Linked DNA regions of Sus scrofa: region 1 is linked to region 2. The links are chromatin contacts, called in public Hi-C maps. All regions are on one chromosome and are shown on one strand. The core of a region is the stretch at or near the end of the contact, and the rest is flanking DNA. Distances in the headings are between cores, read along the strand shown.

Region 1 (5,588 bases), core at 773-3,272, 110 kb after region 2:
AGTTATTCAAAAACCTCCTTCCTACTTCTCTCCATGTCAGTTTTTGCAGTTACCTTAATTTTTTTCAACCCCTCCTAAGTTTTTCATACACATACCATAGTTTGTATAACTTGCTTTTTCTCATATTGATGAATATTTAAGTTGTCTCCACTCTATTGCTTTACAAATAATGCTGCAAAGAATATTCTTGAATTTATAGCCTTAGGCTCTTTTGTGAGCCTATTTTTGGGATCACTCTGGAAAGGTGGAATTGTTGGGTTTAAGGGTTGAACTTCAAAAAAATTTTTTTAGATAATTCTAATTTGCTTTCCATAAATATTGGGTTGTTTAAAACCCATTAGTGGCATGTAAGATGTGCACTGTCTTGAACTGATTCCTACACAAAAGTGGAATATATGGGGGCCTTGATGCCCTACCAAATCAGTAATCTATCACTGCTCTTTAAAACTATATTTTTTGGGTGTGCCTGACATGGTGACCAGTAAGATGTGAGGTCATTGTTTTTCAAGGGTAGGGAAAGTGCTTATCTGAACACACACCCCATTTCATGGACTCCCCTGACCTTGTTCCAGTCTCTGCCCTAAGGCCCTCTGGGCCCCCTCTCCCCCCATTTCTGCTTAAGATTCACTATGGCAGGAGGTTTGGGTATAAACAAATAATACAACACAATAGCTGCCCTCAAAGACCTTTCAAACTGAGCTGGGGAGACAGAACACAGATGGCTAAAAAAACAAGCTAAAAATACAAGTCAGTATATAAAAAGCAGCAAATAAATAGTCAGCATCATTACAGCAGTTCAGAGGAAGGAAGGAAAACAGCAAATGAGCTAGGGTGTCTGAGCTCCATGGCAGAGACCTGGTGTAGGATTTCTGGATTATTCTGATGGGGGCTGGGGATGCGCGGGGGAGAGAACCATAAACACCAGGAGTAAGAACCAGTTCACAGGAAAGAGATTCCTGGAGAGAGTGGAAAATAGCCAGGGGAAGTGCCCAGTTCTAATTGGCTAGTTGGAAGTGGGTGCGGCTGACAGTGCTCAAGATGATTGGAGATAGTTGGCAGAAGTTGTTGATGGTTTGATTTTTGGCATGATGGGGTGTGGGGTGGGAAGGTCATTCAAATTTTGAGAATCTGAGGAAGACTTTCAGCACTCAGAAAACCCTCTGATTTGCAGACAGACAGACAGACACACAATTTTGGCTACATTTCAGGGATTTCTCCCTTCTACCCCAAGTTGAAAAAATTCAAAGTATTCCTAAAAAGTATTCTTCTTTTAGTCAAGCTATCTAGGAAAAAAACAAAAACAAACAAAAAAAACCCAGCCAGGTATATATATATATATATATATATAGAGAGAGAGAGAGAGAGAGAGAGGGAAATATATATATATGTGTATATGTGAATATATACATATATATATATAGAAGTTGTTAGGCAATAAGACATAACTATTATTCATTTATTCCTGAAACAGCAAACTGAAGCAGACTGGAAACAGGTGGGTAACAACTTGTTAGGGGCCCGCTGGCATCTCAAACTTCCCCTTCGAGGCTTCAGTTTAGCCAGCGTCAATTGGTGGAGGCAATTCTCTGCCTTTTTCAGGAGAAAGGATCTGACCCGAGGAAAAGCAGGCTCTTGAAAAATCTGCATCAGTGGGATTATTTACGCTTGTATCACTGGAATCCGCTCCGAGATGCGGATTTTTGCTGCCGAAAAGATACTCTTGCTCCCCACCCCCTCCTTTCTTTTTGACAGTCAGTTAATAAAGACTCAACAATAAGCAGCTGCCAGTGATGTCATTTGGGACTTTGTCCACGGAGCTTGTATTTACAAGCTCGGAGCAACCACGGAGCCGCAGCCGCCGGGGGAAGCGGAGTCTCCGCAAACTTGCTCTGAATTCGCTGCAGGAACTTTGTGGCTGCTTTGCTTGGGCTGTTCTGGAAAACTGCGCTTGTTCTCTGAGCCCGGCCTTTTCATGCTTCACAAATAAACAGAGGATAAACTCGAGAGGAAATGTGGAGCTGGGGAGAGTGGTTGCAGTTCCTGTGTTTGTCTCCAGGACTGTGATATGTGTTGACTGCAGAGCTGACTACAAGTAAGACTCAGACAGTTGTTTTTTTTTTTTTTTTTTAAATCTTGTAACAGTTTTTCCTATTTATACAGCTTGGTTTCCTTTTAAAGTGAGATGATGATGATGTGTCTGTATTTCTCCCAGCTCTCTCACTGCCACAACAAGTATGCATTTGTTCCAAGTAGTAATTACAGCGTTAAGGTGGACCCGGTAGGTGCACAGGACTCTGGCGTCTGAGAACAGACACAGGAGGCAGATGATAACAAGATACTGAATTCCTGATTCTCATTTGCCCTTGCAGAGAAGTTGAATTTTTTTTTTTTTAATAGAAAGCAACCAACCATACAGAAAACTATTAGGTTGACCTAGGAATTTTAATAGAAAACTCTCAAGACTAATTTTTAATTAACCAGTGTGCTGGAAGGGAACTCGCTTTTGGTCTTTGTCTCTGATCCTTTCTGTGGGTTATAGATTTCTGATATGTGCATATTTTTCACAGGATCTCTTTCCCTCCTGCCTATACCCTCTTGCCAAACACACACACACCTAAGCTCATTCATTCTCAGGGAATTCGAAAGTGTAGACAAATGTTTTGAAATTGAAACCGTTTCTATATGGATTTCTTCTCTGTGAATATCTGGGAAGGTGTTGACCGTTCTGACTTCTGATTTGGGAACCTGAATGAATGTATTACTGGCAAAAAGCAAACTTGGGCACTCAGCTAGATCATGGTGCAAGATCCTCATCCTGGCTTTCACTTTCTTCCCAACTCTTTCAAACTTTCCATACATTCTTTGGGGAATAGGAAGGGTGGACTTCATGTGCAGCTAAGCCTGGACCTGGGCTCCTCATCACAGCTGCCTTGGGCCACCTGGAAGTTCTGCTTCCCAGCCCCATGTATTTGTCTTTCTGTTGCAGAGCTTCTAGCTGCTGGGTTTGCACCTGAGTACCTACAGTTCAGCCCCTTGTGATCAGTAGCAAATCCTGGCTGATGCCTGCCTACCATCCAGTTCCCTGGCTGCGCTGCTGCACAGATTTCCAAGTGGCTGTTAGTCCCTTACCTACTACAAGTGAGCCCCATGACTCACTCCTGGAAACCCCGCTAGTCCTCAACTCAGCTGCTCTGTCACCAGCTCACAGGAGCAGTGACAGCCTTCACTGACTTTCCCTTTTCCTCTGGTCTCAGATTTGTAAGAAGCTGGTGCCTGAAAGCTCCCAAAATATTCAGCTATTTTCCAAGAAGCTCCACGGTGGGCAGCACCTTACTTTGTGTTTGTCAGCTCCAGAATTTTCCATCCGAGCAAACTGTCTTGGATATGGTGTGATATATTACAGCTCAATCCTTCTGTGAAATTTTACTTTAAAAAAGGGATGTGCTATTAAAACAGCTTCCAAAAACTATTAGCCCAAGCTTATCTTTTACAGAAGAAAACCTGAGGCACGAGGAGGGGGAATGAATGATGTGTCCCAAGTCACCCAGTAAGAGGGTGGCTGAAGTCCAGCTGGGAGTTCAGTCTCCTGTGCTCTTCCTGGCATGCGTTTCACATTTCAGTTCTTCCAGGTTATAGAAGAAATAGGACCTGTGTGTGATTCCTAGCCTTCTTGCAGGAGCTGAGCTGTGTAGGTAAAGGTGTGGAGGTGGTCAGGAGAGAACGTTCCTGTTTTGTCTTTGGCTCAGGTATGTTTCTTAACATCTCTGTAGTTCACTATTTTTGCTAGAGAATCGACGGGCACTCTGTGATTATGTGACAGTTGATGGCTAAAGGCAAGCCAGGTGGTTCAGGCAGTGGGTTACTAAAGGAGGCGCTTTGCATCAGGTACAGATTGAGAGAACTGGGAAGGAGGTTCCCAGCTCTTGCATGGTGTGCTTTTGCTTTATTTCTGAGTCTCTATTGACCACACCTTGCTTTTTTTTTTTTTTTTTTTTTTCTGTTACCCCTCTTTGGGGCCCCTCTTGCCTATAGAAGCTTCTCTTTACTTTTTTTTTTTTTTTTCTTTTTAGAGCCTCACGTGAGGCATATGGAGGTTCCCAGGCTAGGGGTCGAATCAGAGCTCCAGCTACCGGCCTACACCACAGCCACAGCCACAGCCATGTCAGATCCAAGCTACATCTGCAACCTATGTCACATCTTGCAGCAATGCCGGATCCTTAACCAACTGAGTGAGGCCAGGGATTGATCCTGCATCCTCATGGATACTAGTCGGTTTCTTGACCCTCTGATCCACAATAGAAACTCCTCTTCACTTTCTCATTGATTCCCCTGCTCCACCCCCACTTCATTCTCCGCTGCAGCTTGTACCTTCAATGTTAACATTCAACTAGATTCTACTAACAGGCTCCATCTCTCTCTTCCTGGAGACTTCCTTGTCCCTGACACCCCTGCCTCTGGGATGCGTCTGTAGATTCTTCAAGTGACAATTTTCTTCTTTGGACCTTCCTGGTATTCTGTGCTGATTTTTGCTGTGGGATCTGAAGCTCTTTGCCATATAGTTAAATACCCCTTTCCATCAAAAGCCAGGGCTATGTTTCAATACTTCCTATAATCCATGGCACCTGGTACAGGGTGGTGGTTGGTATAGAAGACTAAATCATGAATAAGTGGATCACTCATTTTAAATACCTCCTTTTCCTGTGTCAGATGCCAGGGCCTCTGCTCGGGGCTGACGAAAAGCTAGTGTAAGTGTGCCAAGTGGCTTGCAATTCTTCATGGCGATTGAAGGCCCTCAGTGCCAGATTCCCCAGCTTGGAAACAAGGCTTTCCTAATATGAGGCCACCAACCTCCCCTGCCTCATTTCTCTTCACCCCCTCTCATGTACTCTGTGTTTGTCCTATAGGTATCTGGCCTGTCTTCCAAGGGTTGGAGGGCAGCATGGCAGGGAAGTTGAGGACTTGGGTTCTGGAACTAAGTCCTGCATGGGCTGGAGTCCTGATTCCACCATTGGCAAGCTTTATGATCTTCATTAATTCACTTGACTTTTCTGTTGCAGCTTTTCATCTTGAAAATGTGGCTAGGAGAGGTGTCTCCCTCATGGGAATAGGGGAGTGATCAAATAAATTTGATATAGCTAAGACACTTAGCACAATACCATATGTAGATTAAAAACTAATTAGTATTAGCGATTGTCATTTTAAATTACCTGCCTTGCAGAGGTCCATGTCCCATCCCAGACTTAGTGAATCAGTATCTCCAAGGAGAGATTCAGATCCAGACGTAGTTGAAAAGTCCCTCAGATAATTCAGGTGGGAATTCTCTGTCTCCATTATTAGGAGCTGCTTTCTGTTATCTAAACATTAGAGGGGGCTTATATGTTCTTCAGTGCCTGTGCATCTTTACACTCTTGCTTATGGCAACTCCCCATCCACCCAATTTATCCTCCAGGCATTTGCCAAATTTGTAATTCCATGCTTAGCTAAGCATCTGGCACAGAGCAAGTTCCCAATACATGATGAAAAAAAAATGCATGCTTGATAGGTACTCTAAGAGAAGATGTAAAATTTCTTTCCCATAATTGCTACTG
Region 2 (6,233 bases), core at 2,622-5,121:
TATCTCCAATTGTGAGAGTATTTAGATATGAAGTTTTAAACAAGGTGATTAAATTAAAATGAGGTATAGGGTGAACCCTAATCCAGTACAATTTGTGTCCTTAGAAGAAGAAGAGATTAGGACACAGATAAAAAGGAGGAAAAGACCATGTGAAGACACAGTGAGAAGGTGGCCCTCTGCAAGCCAAGGAGTGGGTCTCAGAAGAACTCAACCCTACCCAACACCCTAATCTGGGACTTCTAGCCTCCAGAACTGTGGGGAAATAAATTTCTATTATTTAAGCCTCTCAGTCTGGGGTCTGTCTTTATGGCAGCCCCAGCACCACCCCATGACAGGGCTGTTTTCCACCCAGCCCTGTGGTTCTGAAGAGAACCTTGCACTCAGCCTGGGCTCCATCAATGATGATCTGATTGACTTTAACAAACCAAATGCTGTGTTTTGTCCTTTTCCTCTGGGGTTTCTACTCCCTGATGAATAACATTCCCAAGCCATGGACTGGCCATTTTCAGAGCAAATTCCTGCTTCACAGGTGGAAGACCTTTATCAGCATCTTTTAAACACCAGTGTCTTACTCTACTCATTGTTTATCTTGATTTTTCCCTTTATTTCCTTGAAGAACCAAGGGACCTGGCTTTGACTGTTTTCTCCACAGTTTGGCCATCTGCCTTGTTTGGGTTTGCTGGTTTTCTGGATATGGTGTCCTAGTTTCTCCATTTGTCTTCTTGGATTCTGACCTCCTGTCTGCCTGACCTAGGTTTTTCATGTGGGCCCTGAGTACTTTGCAAGCTTCAGTGGCTCTGGTGATGACTGGGAAGAGTGTATACCTTCTAATGTTAGTCTGGGTGGCAGGTGAGCTTAGCACAGCTGTGACACACTGCCCATGGACCCAGTGGGAGGCAAGGCCCAGGTAAGGTCACGTATTTGGTTTGTTCCCTGCAGCACTGTGACCTTCCCATTCCACATTTTACTTTGCCTTCCTGCTTCTGACCCTTGACTTGGCTCCAACCTCCACAGATCATTCCAATAATTGTTCTGCATTTCCAAAACATAGATTCTTACTTTGTGTCCATGTCCTAACATTTGCTCCTACATGGCATTGATCAGCTATGGTCTGAGGAATCTCTGACCTTGATGGCTATACTCAGAGTGTGGATAAAGAAGGGCAGAAGGAACTGAGAAGCTGTGGCTGGGTGTTAGGATTGCTTTGCTATTTCTTAGACATTGAGCTTCTCAAACCTGCCTCTACTGCGTGGTAAGATTACTAAGATACATGCTATAGCTCTATAAATGGCAGAGAGGAATCTAAGCCATGAGATCTAAAAATTCCTAGGTGCCCTTGTTCTATGATGACTCTGCCATGTGTCTTGTGTGAGATCGGATTTCCTTATAGACTCAGAACAGTCAGTTCATGAAAGCAGCTCATGAGAGTAAGGCAGGGAGTTAGAATCTGAACACTTGAAATTAATCTGGAGGTCTAAAATCGGGCTAGATCCAGGAAAATATCTAGGAGTGAGTAGGCAAGTCAGATTGGGAAACTACTTGAGTGATCAAGCATAGAAATAGGAGCAGCAAAAGGAAGTGTGTAACCTGCACACATTGGTTTGTTCTGTTTTTGTTGGTTACACCTGTGGGATGCTGAAGTTCCCAGGCCCAGGACTGAACCTGTGCCACAGCAGCGATCCAAGTTGCTGCAGTGACAATGCTGGATCCTTAACCCACTGAGCTACAAGAGAACTCCTGGACACGTTATTTTATGGACTTTCTGGGAAGTCATTAATTGTTTCTTACCTCAGTAGTCCTTTTTTTAAAATAGTTTGGACTTGTCGCTCTCCAAATTATGTTCTATTTCTCCAGCACTAAATGGGTTTTATTGTTAAGTACCAGTGTCAGTGTGGGTTAGCAGTTCAGCTAACAGATGGAAGATATCAGTAACATGAAGTATTTGATATCTAAGTCCAACTTCTTTTCTAGAAGCAACATTCTTTTTTGATTATTTTTTGCTAAGGCAAGAGCAGACCAAAATTCAGGTGTGAGGGCTGGTCTTGGAGAACATCTTTAAGAGCAGAAGGTGACCCACAGGTATTCATTTCATGTGTACTACTCACTTGTGAGCTATTCAGCCCCATAGAAGTGGGTTAGCTATGTCTTTGCGGCTTTGGCACTGAATTTGACTTTGTCAAACCATGAATCTAGGCTCTAGCAGAATTTAAAAATAGTTGTACACATGGGACTTTCTGCCTACAGAATGACACAGTGGAGGGCTGAGTATATGGGAAAGAAAAATAAATCTCTTTGAATTATAAGATAAAGTATGGTCACACAACCGTGACCCATCAGCTCAGGGTGAACTAGGTAGAACCCCCAAGATCATTCTCACCACCCCGTGTCTACTGGAGAGGTCTTTCTTGCTAGGTCACCCTCCTCAATCCTCACAGTCCTTCCAAATCTAAGTTAGAACATTGGACAAGATAAAAGTAGGGTGTCACCAACACCCTCAATGTGATAGTTTCAGTATGTTTCTATTTGGATTGTGTGCTAAATCAGATTTATGCTATCTTTCTCAGGATCAGCTACATAATATGCTGAGCCCAATGCAAAATGAAAATCCAGGGCTCCTGATTCAAAAGAACTTCAAGATGGTGCCAGCACAGGATTAATCCCAGCATTGTTTTCTTCTGGGCACTGGGTTCTGTGCTGTGGTACTACAGATTGAATGTCCATGGCTGATACTCATCCTGTCTCCCGGTCTTCTGTTGCTCTGCCGTCCTAGAAAGAAGCCTGTTCCTGTAGGGTGCTGCTGGTTCTAGTCTCTAAGGTATTGGACAAATCGACCCAAGCAACTTGCCTACACCATTCTTTCTCTTGTACCATCTTGTTATGAGCCACAGAAAATTTTATTGAAGTAAGGAAAAGGCATCAGAACAAATTTGAAAATGTTTTCTAGCTCACATTCCTCGGGGTGCCAAGATCTTCCTACCTACTCTGACTCTAATCCAGGGGTTCTTAATGAGGAGTAAAAATCATGATTCCTTGGGATGCTTCTTCAAAGTACACTTATCAGGGTTCTAAACCTGTCAACCCAATTTATATAGGATGTTGAAAAGGCTTCTAAGCAAAATATTGGTAAGGAACTACTTGAGTCCAAGCTCTTGGGCTAGGCCATGATGGAAGATTATATGAGAAAAAGACTTTATATGTGTATGACTGGATCTCTTTGCTGTCAGCAGAAGTTGGCACGACATTGTAAATTTGTTTTAAAGAAGTACTTGAAAATGATTCCATTTGGTTTTTTTTTTGAGGCATATATATATACACATACATATATATGTATATATTTATATATCTGTATATCTATATGTATGTGTATTTGTGTATATATGTAAAATATAACATATACTATATATATCTATATCTATATTTCCCCATCCCCCTTGATACTTGCATGTGTTGAAACTGACATTTTTTTTTCAGAGCGCTTTAAACTTCACTCTGGCTTACAGATTCTGGGTGGTGATGATTACCCACTTTGACTCAGAGTGAATTTATTCGTGACTGAATTTAGTAGAGGCCACAAACTAATTATTGCCACCAACCAGGAAAAAAAAAAAATCAAAGGAACGAGGAAATGCCACAAGTAGTGGCAATATTTATTGCAGCATATGGCTAATGTGTAAAGAGGTAACAGAATGAAGTATCTCCAGGGATCATTCAAAAGGAAAATTACTTAAATTAACTTCCCAGGCAAACCGAATTATGCATTATGCCCCCTCCTGTAATGCTATACAAAGTCAATGTTTGTGAAGAGTAGAAGGGGGGGGCGGGTGGGGGGCTATCAATCAAGCCTTTCATAAGAACAGTTTTGTCCGCAGGGATTTTTTTTTTTTCCTTTGCATTTTTGGCTTTGGGATGAATGAAGAATTTTTCTCAGCAAATTATTAATTACTACTTCTTGCCTATCGAATTGAGTTCACTGTAGTTCTGTAGGAGTCAATGGTATTCAAACTGCAGCTTTTGATGAAGTAATCAGCCGCTTCTGGGGCCTCTTTCAGCTGCCCTGGGCGTGCTTCACATGTAAACGACGGCCAAATGGATTCTTTCGACATTCCAGCCAATTAAAATACATTTAAAGTGCAGCTGGTGGAGAGGCAAGCCCGGCGATTGTGCTGCAGTGAAACTTCAGGGCAGAGAGACCAAAAACAAACTTTGTGGAACCTAGCTGGGGCAGCCCCGCCAGGCGTTTGGGGGGCAGTGGAGAAAGTTCCCCCAAAGAGGCTATCTTTAGTTCCTGTCAGCATCAAAGATGCTACTTTGAGCACCACCTTAAAAGACACAAAAGAGAGAAGCATGTTTGCTAGGGTGTCAGTTTTCTCCCCTTGCCTCTTGAAACTCAGCATTGGCTGGTTGCCCAATGTGGTGCCGCATACAAATATTGACAGAACACAGCGGTGTTTGTTAAACCCGGGCTGGGGAAGCCAGTGATTAAAACTCTCGACGGAAGATCCGCAAACCCCAGGAACTCTCCTCAATAGCCTTAGAACATTGACCGAATGAAAAAGAAAAGCACTGAGTGGGCTAAAGGGAACCATTCACCGTCACTGACTGCTATGTCTTTTAGGTAAGGACAGAATTTTCCTTTCTCTCTCTCTTTTTTTTCCTTTAGTGTTTCTATCTGTGTGGAGGCAAGGGCTTCCAACAGGCTTAGTAAGCGCTCTGCTCCTGAGCTCTGATTTGCAGAGAGCAGAGTTTGCCTGTGATTTTTCTGGAGGAGGGGAGGGGAGGGCTATGTGTAAACAGACACAGGGCATGACCAGCACGCACGTGGAGTCTGCCAGTGCTTTTCCAGAATTCAGAAGGATGCGTTTTTCTATGTTTGCCTCTGCGGATCTATCCCTGTATTTGCTGCCTGTGTCCAGGTGTCCTGAGGGTGATAGCAAATAAATTCAGCCTCTGCACCCATAGGTCTGCCCTGCTTGGTTGTTTCATTTTCAGTTTCATCGTACACATTGCCTTGTCCATTCTGCTGCCAGTCCCACACCTATGCATGTGAAGAAGTCGTTTTCTTCCTTCTGGGTTAACATTTAGTCAGACACAAGCATTCTCTTTCAAGCAAACCCCACATGTTTGGGGATGTCATGCTTTATCTTGACTTTCACTGGAGAAGCTGGTAACTGGCAGCTTTCTTCTGAATCATCTTGTCTTATCCCAGAAGGAGGCACCTGGGGTTGTCCTGCCTCTGTGGTTCTGCAAGCCCAGTAAAAAGCTCTGTGGGTCGGACTTCGATGCCCATGTTAAATCCTGAGAAGGGTCTGGAAGAGCTTGGCAGAGCAGGGGTATTGATTCTTACCCATCAATTTATCAATGAAAGACATGCAAAGTTCTTGATGATTTCCTCTCTTAGCTTGTCACGGTAGGCGATTTTTGGCTTCAGTGCTGTTCCTTGTGAACAAAGAACCTTGCACATTTCACTGCAAAGGATCATGTTGCCACGTCCTGAGCTCAGTTCAATGTGCTTTATTAATCTTTAATGTGCCAGTAGCTCTGAGGCTACGCCAAGCTGAGACTTTCCAAAACTCTTTGAGCTACCTGCTGCCAAGATAAACAAGGTGGGGGGAGGGAGGGGGTAGGCCCAAGAGGGATATTTTAAGGAAACTGGCAAGAGCAAAGTTTGACCTATTAAGTTGTTCCTGAGTCAATGAAAGAAATCTGAAATAAAAGAGATTTCAGAACGAGCTGCCTCAGCTATGCTCTCCGTGTGAGAGACCTGCTTGGGGTGGGGGGCGGCATGTCCCAACACACAGTGGTCTATGTTCCGTGTGTGGAGAGGATAAGGCGTCCTATTGTATGGGTGTTGGGTTAGGTTTATGAAATGGGTGCTGTGTGAACACAGAAGGCCTTCCTGCCCTTGGCTGTGCCTGAGCCCAGAGTCAAACAAAGCTACACGTGTGGTGGCTACTTGTCCAGTACAACCACTTCAGACATGTCCACAGAGCCAGGGGTGGGCCGTCGTCCCAAGAATCCCTTTGGACAGAACCATAACTTTGTAAGAAGGAAAATGGAGTGGTCTGCATTAGAAAATTGGGTCCTAGAGGTGACGTCAGGACTCAGAAGACGTGTGTGTGACCAACCAGGTCCTGCAGAAGAGAAGGCTCTGGTGTTTAAGGGCTGTGGGTTGTTCGCCAGACTAATGCAAGGTCAATGGGGATGCAAAGTCATTCCTTGGGGATGTAAGTAAT

What was found. Hi-C and Micro-C count contacts between places; a contact is called where the count stands out from the background.
Region 1: a Hi-C map of liver shows a contact between it and region 2, with 6 times the contacts expected there. The contact joins the enhancer-like site here to the promoter of NCKAP5 in region 2. A contact is called at or near these places in 1 of 5 promoter capture datasets (liver) and 5 of 47 Hi-C or Micro-C datasets (brain, liver and skeletal muscle).

Annotation. Positions count from the first base shown.
Region 1 is chr15:18,514,704-18,520,291 of Sscrofa11.1, forward strand. The region is part of intron 1 of NCKAP5 (nck-associated protein 5); the gene reads left to right. Among named protein-coding and RNA genes, the nearest start is that of NCKAP5, 110 kb to the left of the region's middle. Within about 2 kb of position 2,023, at least 26 of the 83 cell types and tissues checked have an H3K27ac peak or open chromatin away from gene starts, as enhancers often do. A contact at or near this core is called in liver and skeletal muscle, where this site is marked.
Region 2 is chr15:18,407,222-18,413,454 of Sscrofa11.1, forward strand. It overlaps NCKAP5 (nck-associated protein 5), which reads left to right and starts at 3,872. Exons shown (of 21, transcript XM_021075797.1): 1 at 3,872-4,615.